Regions from separate parts of the Mus musculus genome. Here region 2 is linked to region 1. A link is a contact called in public HiChIP or PLAC-seq data. All regions are on one chromosome and are shown on one strand. The core of a region is the stretch at or near the end of the contact, and the rest is flanking DNA. Distances in the headings are between cores, read along the strand shown. Region 1 overlaps Gm13219 (predicted gene 13219). Region 2 has its middle 31 kb from the start of Gata3.

The links. HiChIP or PLAC-seq counts read pairs in DNA pulled down with a chosen protein or histone mark.
Region 2: a contact with region 1 is called in an H3K27ac HiChIP or PLAC-seq map of regulatory T cells, with 5 times the contacts expected there. The contact joins two enhancer-like sites. A contact is called at or near these places in 1 of 484 Hi-C or Micro-C datasets (group 2 innate lymphoid cells) and 1 of 115 datasets of contacts at active chromatin or transcription factors (regulatory T cells).

What each region holds. Positions count from the first base shown.
Region 1 is chr2:9,462,454-9,466,761 of GRCm38.p6, forward strand. Gm13219 (predicted gene 13219) reads left to right here. Exons shown (of 3, transcript NR_168281.1): 3 at 3,928-4,308. Among named protein-coding and RNA genes, the nearest start is that of Gm13219, 110 kb to the left of the region's middle. Within about 2 kb of position 2,683, at least 25 of the 459 cell types and tissues checked have an H3K27ac peak or open chromatin away from gene starts, as enhancers often do. A contact at or near this core is called in regulatory T cells, where this site is marked.
Region 2 is chr2:9,846,165-9,849,927 of GRCm38.p6, forward strand. No RefSeq gene overlaps it. Among named protein-coding and RNA genes, the nearest start is that of Gata3, 31 kb to the right of the region's middle. Within about 2 kb of position 2,262, at least 6 of the 459 cell types and tissues checked have an H3K27ac peak or open chromatin away from gene starts, as enhancers often do. A contact at or near this core is called in regulatory T cells, where this site is marked.

The sequences.
Region 1 (4,308 bases), core at 1,433-3,932:
TGTGGATGAAAGAGGTGGGAACACTCCCTGTTCCTTGAGGTAGGGAACTGCTGCAGATGGAGGTGGGGAGATTCTACAGACCAGCTGTGACTTGAAGGAACTATAAGAAGTAGCAGAATCTTCATGCCAGGGGCATTCCAGGCAGGGGAGTAGTTGCTTTTTGAGTCATGTCAGTTCCAGATGTTTCGTATATGAAATCAGCTGTAGGCAAGACCAGATTTAGGGAAAACAGCAACAAGAAGAGAAACAGTAAAAATTTAGAGGTGGAGAGGATGGCTCGGTTAGTAACGTGCTGTTCAAGAAAAAAGACCTGAGTCCAGTCCCAGAATGCACTCTGTTTACCACACACTTATGGACCCAGTGCCAGAAAGATAGCGACAGGAGGGTCATTGGAATGCTAACCAGCCAGAGTAGCTTATTTGAGCTCTGTGATGGTGAGAGACCCTGTCTCATTAAGCAGCATGGCCAAAAGCAATTTGGGAAGGGAAGAGATGATTTCAGAAAGTAAAGGGAAGAACTCAAGAGAGGAACTTGGAGCGAAGAAATGAAGCAGAGGTCATGGAGGATGCCTGCATACTGTCTTGCTCCTTGTGGCTTGCTCAGTGTGCTTTCTTATGGCCCCTAGGACTACCTGTCCAGGGGTGGCACCACCGACGTGGGCTGGGCCCTCTCTCCCATCTCAATCGTTAATCAAGAGAATGCACCGCATGTTTGCTCCCAGGCCAGTGTTACTGAAGCACTTGCTCACTTGGTAGTCTTTTCCCAAATGGCTCTAGCTTGAGCCAAGTTGACATAAAACTAACCAGTGCCCCATGTCCTCGGCTCCTTTCTCTCCATCTCCACAGAGTGCACTGTGATGAGGCCCTTTCCTTTCCAAAGAAGTGCTAGTGAATATCCCCCTGCTAGTCTCCCTCACTGACCTATATCTGAAGCGTTTACATATCACCAGTAGACAAAGCTTGTCAGACTATGTCTTTGTTGGTAGTAGTGGTGGATGGGTGATTGTTTAGTTGGTTGATTTCACAGTACTGGGTTTTGAATCCTGGGCCTTCTGCATACCAACCAAGTGCTTAAGCACTGAACTTCACACAACCCCAGGCACTAACTTTACTTGAGCTTCTTCTCTCTTACCTTGTCACTTTCCTAGTTATGACCTCCTCGCCATGCCTGCTTGTTTTCCACATCTACACTAAACCATTTTCTCAAGGCACATCATCCATCATTTTAAGTTACTTTTCGAGCTTATTTTCCAATTCACATCTCCAGCTGGTTCCATAATCGCTTCTGCCCTTTCCCCCATTACATCTTAAATCACCCCTCTTGCCCACTCAACTTCCCCAAATCTTACCAATCCTTATCTGCCAACCCAAAGCTTATCCAAAAGGAGTTATAAAGTGTCCTGTCTTAAAGTTGAGAAGAAGACTTTAAGTAGGCCAGAGTAAGAGTTGGATGACTAACCCTAGCACGTAAACTGCCAAGTGCATTGCACGTCTGGGATAGAGTCAAGAACACCCAGGGAAGCCAACCATAGTCGACACCCATTTCTCCTGGATCCTCCTCGTGTGACCAGTTCTGCTGACCCAAATCCTGTGACACTTGTAAACTTCCAACGCTTCCCATTCCAATGATGTTCAGGCAAGCAGGAATCAAGAGAGAGTGATGCTGAGGAATAATTGAGCCCTGGCAATGCAAAACATACCCCCAAATACAGTAGGTAAAGATTGAAAAATTAAAGACAGTGCTCTCTCGCTTGACTGGACATTCAAGCTCAGTAAAAGACAGTTGAAACCTGCTAAGCATACATAATATCATGGAGGACACAACTTGAACACTCTGTGGCTTGAACATTTATAGGGGGTAACAGAATGCATTCATCATTTGGAACTAATTTTACAGTTCACTGGCGTTACACGGAAGCCCTCTGGACTGCTTCTCCTGCGATGAGAAAGTTTCCAGAATGGCAGTTTCCACTGGGTTTCTGCAGCTAACAGTCTCCACTAGAGATGGATGCATTCCTAGCAGTGTGAAATTATAGTGTGGCCCATTGCCTAGGGGGAAGTGCACCAGATCACACCTCTGAGGGCGGTGTGTCTGTGTTTTCAGTTTTGTGTTGGGTTTGGGGGTGGGGGCTCAACTTGAACCTGTCAAGATATACCAGCTGGGGCAAACTTCTCCCTCCTCGTGGTGTCAGATGTTTGTAGGAGTTGTGTTTCTTTTTGATACTGAATCACCCAGGGTTGAAGATGGCTGTTCCTATTTATGAAATGTGTTCTGCTGAGTTTAGGGATGCATTTCTTTTCATCGTTTTTCAAAAGAAACCGAATTGCTTTTTCTGGAGCATGGGTCTCAATCCCCTCTGCATTTCTCTTTGCATGGATGCTATTGTCCTTGAGGTTACAGAGCTCAGGAGAGAAGCTTTCTATAGAAGGAGAAGTCACGTGCTGAGCAAAATGTGTGTGGCGGATTTCTTTCCACCCACAGAAAGCAGCCTCTGGTGTCTCCCATGTCTGAGAGTGCATCTTCCGGGATCTCTCTGCACTGTGCTTAATTCAGTGGGTGGGAAGCATGTGATGGTGCTGCTGCTGCTGCTGCCGCTGTGTAATTCTGCCCTTGCTACCCTCTTCCACTAGATGCAGCTGTCCCTTAGGAATGGAGCTGGATTGTTTATCAGTATTTTCATTGGCCAGAATGATGCTCACTAAGTGTGAGTGGGATGAGTCAGACATAATTACCTGCTCTGAGATGTATAGGACTTGGAACGCCTGTTTATATAAGGATTAAGTAAAAAATGAAACTGTGGCGAAGTGGAAAGATGTTGGAATAGAAACCAGTCCCTGAGGGGCAAAATATTCTAAATAAATTGTTGGGGGAAACCCTTGAGAAATTTGCTTTTCTTTCTCTTTTCCTGTTTTCTCCGAAGCCTGAAAGAGTCTATAGTAGCAAAACTAACTAAAGAGCGACTTCCTTCTTGAAGACCGGGCTCAGGGTCCTGAATCTCTGCACTTGATGACCTTCCTGTGCTAACATTTTTTGAGGGAAAAGGTCAAAGTGCTTTGAGAATTACAGTTAAAGGTAGAGACTGTCCCGGCACTGGATGGATGAGAACTGAACAGGATAAGAGGATGTTGGTTTATTTTGTTAGAGCACAACATATGGATTGAAGTTTGTCTATAGACATTTATTTCTCTTTTTATGAAATAGAACGGACGGAATATAAAGATCTCCTCTCATCATAAGCATATATTTGGTTGAATATAAAGATCTCCTCTCATCATAAGCATATATTTGGGTGAATATAAAGATCTCCTCTCATCATAAGCATATATTTGGGTGATACTTAAATGCTGTACATCAGGGCTCCCCTCCACTCCAAAACAGAAAGGCTTATTTGGGATATTCCCTAAGAGTACAGAATTTGAAACAATCCAAAGAGTAGCTGACCGTAGTTATTAAGGGCTTTAGGGTTGGCTTTAGGGTTTCATGACTGAAATCTGCTAATCACTTACTGTGTGCCTTTGAAGAAGTTTGTGCTTGTTTGTTTTTGTTTGTTCTCTATTTTCTCTTGTTTTTATTCTTTTCCCCCTACTTTTTCTTTTATTTTATGTGTGTGTGTGTGTCTGTGTGTGTCTGTGTGTGTGTGTGTGTCTGTGTGTGTGTGTGTGTGTATGTCTGTGTGTGTATGTCTGTGTGTGTGTATGTCTCTGTGTGTATGTCTCTGTGTGTGTGTGTATGTATGTCTGTGTCTCTGTGTGTGTTTGTGTGTGTGTGTCTGTGTGTGTGTGTGTGTGTGTGTGTGTGTGTGTGTGCAGGTACACAGGAGGCACTCTGGAATGGGGATGCAGGATGGGAGAGGGGAGAAGAGACTACCTCCAAGATCAAACTCCTGTGTCGTTGCATCATGACTTTTTGTTTTTGTTTTCTTTTTAGACAAAAGCTTCAATTTAAGTGGAGTATGCAAATTCAACGAGGCTAGCTGGCCACTGAACATCATGGACACTCCTGTTTCTGTCTCCCCAACAACAGGATGACAAAGACATCAACATGTCTGGCTCGGTTTCTTTTTTAACATGAGTTCTGGAGTGCAAGCTCTGGTCCTCATACTTGTACAGTAAGGACTTTCCAGACTGAGCTAACTCCAGCTGAAGTTTCTTCAGGCTGGGGAGAAAGCTCCGAAAGAAAAGCACTTGCCACCTGTGGAACTGTGAGGACCAGAGTTCAGATTCCCAGAACTCACATAAAAAGCAGGGGTGAAGGGATGATCCTAACACTGAGGAGCAGCAATGGGGATCCTGGGAACAAGCAAGCCAG
Region 2 (3,763 bases), core at 1,012-3,511, 380 kb after region 1:
GGTTTGATCTTACCTCCCAACACGCTTGATAGAGGGGCTTTTTGAATGCCAGGCTCACAGCCTGAAAGCTCCCAATTCTCCTAACTGCCTCCTTCATGGGGATGTAACTCGGCAATAGAGTGTTTGCTTAGAATGAGCAAGGAGGGTCTTGAGTTCAAGGCCAGCCTGGAATATATAGTGAAATTCTATTTAGTGTCTGCTGTAGTAGTTCTGGGATTTCCGGTGCATGCTATGGTACCCAGCATTAGCGGACTCTGGGGATTCAACCTCAGGTTCTCATGCTTTTAAGCACTGAGCTGGCTCTGTAGCCTGAAACTCTGCTCTTAAGATCCCCATCTCTGGCTGTAAATACTGCGACATCCTGCAACCTGCAAGAAAGAACCATATTTCTTAAAGTGAAGAATTGAAAATCACTTCACTCTTAACTCCTCTTTCTCCCTCCCCCCCCCCACTTCCCCGCCCCCGTCTCTCCTTCTGGACAAGGTCTGGTGTAGCACAGGCTGACCTCAAACTTCCTATGTAGCCAAACTATGATTTTGAACTTTTGATTCTTCTGCTTCTAGCTCCCAACTTCTGAGTGTTGATTATAAGCACACACCAATCATGTTTGATTTCTGCAGTGCTGGACGATCCCAGGGCTTCATGCATGCTAAGCAAACACTCTACCCTCTGAGTCCCAACCTCACGGCAGCCCCTTTCAATGGTGGCACGGGACGCTTTGGTGAGGATTTCTGCACAGTGGCAAAGAAGCTCAATTATCCTTGGGAGTAATCTCCAATGTGGGAAAGGATTATTCCCCTCATCTGCATCGCTTCCCATGAGCTATGACTGACTGCCATCCATTTCCTCTCATCTCCTTAAGACTTCTTAAAGTCCCATTCAGAGGTACCAGCCAATCATTTGGCCATAATACCCCGCCTATGCAACAGTTACACGCAGGGTGGTATCCAACATCAAGCTGGAGCCATGGTAATTAAAGGGCTGAAAGGTTGGGCTGGAAGAGTGCATGGACCTGTCTATTGGACATTCCATATTTTGTGTGGACAGTTTGATCCTTTAAGCTCTGAAAACACCCAGAGGGCAAACTGTCAGCACCCTGCACAAGAATTTTGCCCTCAACAAAATGACCTTCAAGTTCCTAAATGGTTTCATATTATTTTTAGGTCTCTGTAGACATATTTCTCTTTGGTCATCCTCTGACATCTTAAATGCATTTATTTGCTGATAGGATTTACCCTCTCTGGCCAAGAGCCACTGATTAACATCTAGTCTGCACACTATGTAGAAATGTAATCCTTAACAAAATGGGACAAGTTTCCTGCAAGCCAACACATTGTATTGATTTGCAAGCTTCAGTTTAACTTGGGCATCCATTCTTGACAAGTTACAGCTGTCTTTCCCTGGCAAAAATTTACATGTCCAAACTTTGTGATAGACTAGAAGTCTCCTCCTTTTTGGTAGAGGTGCATATATTTGTGGAGTATGTTTGTTTGCATGCGTGTGCACAGGATGGGTGAATGGAAGCCAGAGGCCCATAGCCGACTCACTTCCTAAACCACTTCCACTGTCACTAGACTAGCTGACCAGCAAGCCCCAGGGATCCTCCTGTCTCGACCTCCCTTGTACTGGGGTTACAGACATGTGCTACTATGCCTGACTTTTTGTTTGCTTAGTTGATTGGTTTTGTTTTGTTTTTCCAAGAGAGAGGTTCTCTCTGTATAGTCTTAGAACTCACTCTCTAGACCAGGTTGGCCTCGAACTCACAGAGATCCACCTGCCTCTGCCTCCAGAGTGCTGGGACTAAAGGCATGCACCACACCACACCTGGCTTTTTTTATTTGGTTACAGGAGATCCTAACTCAGGCCCATCTGAGCCATCTCTCTAGCCCTGGTTACCTTTTCTTCATCCCCTTGGTAGGCTGGGGCTGAGGATTCGGTTCAGTTCGTAGAGAGCCTGCCAGCATGCAGGAAATCCCGAGCAACACATAAACTAGGCATGAAGGCTCACACCTATAACCCTTGCACTTAGGAGATGGAGATGGGAGGACCAGACATTCAAGACCACCAGCTACTTTGTACATTGGAGGGTAGCATGGCCCACATGAGATTCTGTCCAAAACACAAAACAAGAAAAAGCCAATGACTGATGGGGGACACGCCGTTCCATCCCAATGGCAGCTCTTGACAAGATTGGGCCAGCCCTCACCTCGGCTCCTTCTGAGCAGAGACAGCAAAAACACTAGTTCTCTTAGTGATGCTTTATCTAGATCCTGACATCTTTCTCAGCTGTCAGCTAGTTTGGGGTTTCCCTGAGGTTCACAATTCACACCACTGTGGCCTTTTCTGTTGTTTTATTGTTTAGAGCTGGGCTATACCAACTCTCCCACAATCTAGGGCAGGCCCCTGGGGACAAGATTTTCTGTGTCCTTGAGTAACTCAGATACATCCCCAGAGCTTCAGTTTCCCAGGCCATAGCAGAGAGAGGACGTGGGCCAATGGTACACCTTAGAGAGCTGGGCCAGTAGAAAGAGTGGATTGGTGTGCACCTCGGTTTTTTCCCTCCTCTCCTTTCACCTTTGCTCAGCCAGCTGGCTCTAAGGGCAGACATTCTGCCAGCGCACTTCTATTTGGGGTAACGGAAAGCAGAGACACCTTATCCCTAAACTTCACCTTAGCCACGACTGAAGTTTAAAACCTCCACGCTCCCTCAGAGCTTCAGGTGATCAGCAAAGCGGGTCACATGGAAGCTATGGCCTTTAAAACCCACATTCCCATCCACTTGTCCCAGGTCGTGGTGGCGCCTGCCATTAAGCCCAGCACTAGGGAGGCAGAGACAGGAGGACCTCTGAGTTCAAGGCCAGCCTGGTCTGCAGAGTGAGTTCCAGGCTAGGGCTACACAGAGAAACCCTGTATTGAAAAAAACAAAGGAAGGGAAAAAACAATCCTTACACCTTTGTGGATATGCTTGGAAGCAGGGGAAACGATCCAGCTCTGGAGGGAAAGCTAAGGATACAGAGGGCCTGTGTAATACACAAACTGGATCATGGGCTCCCTGGCCTCTGATAGAGCAGAGGGTATGGTGTGCTGGGTGGGGCAGAAGCAACGTAAAGGAAGCGCCCAATCCCATCTCTCCAGTCATTTTACATCTAAGTGGCAGCTCTGGACCCCCAGTCCAATTATAGAGGCAAGGTCCTCCATTCTGCCCTCTCTACAAAGTCAGGGAGGCACATCTAGATTTGCTGAAGCAGCAAGGCAGAGAGGCCCAATTTGATTGTTCCCAGGCACACACCAGCGAGATGGTAACCACTTAAGGGAAGGCTGAGCCCACATGCGTTGGATTGGATGCTTATACTCAGCATCCATCATTAAAGCTGAGAAAGATTCTTTTTCCTTTTGGTTTCTCCCCGGGCTCCCTCCTTCCTTCTAGGGCTTTTTTTTTTTTTTTTTTTTTTTTTACCAGTGCTGAGGATGGAACCCAGGGCCTTGTAGATGCTAGATAAATGTTCTTACATCTGCAGCCCAGAACCCTGGTTCTTACCTGCTCCTCACCTGCTACAGTCTTTGAAATTGCATCAAGCAAAAACCCTCTTATGGAATGGCTCAGTCAGTCAGTGCTGTCATGCAAGCCTGACAGTTCAGTTCCCAGCACTCACTGAAAAGCTGGGCCTGGCCGCAGGCCTAAACTCTCAAAGCTGAGGAGGCAGGAATGGGAAGAATCCTGGGGCTTGCTGGCCTGTTAGTTTAGCCCAGTGGGCAATCTCGA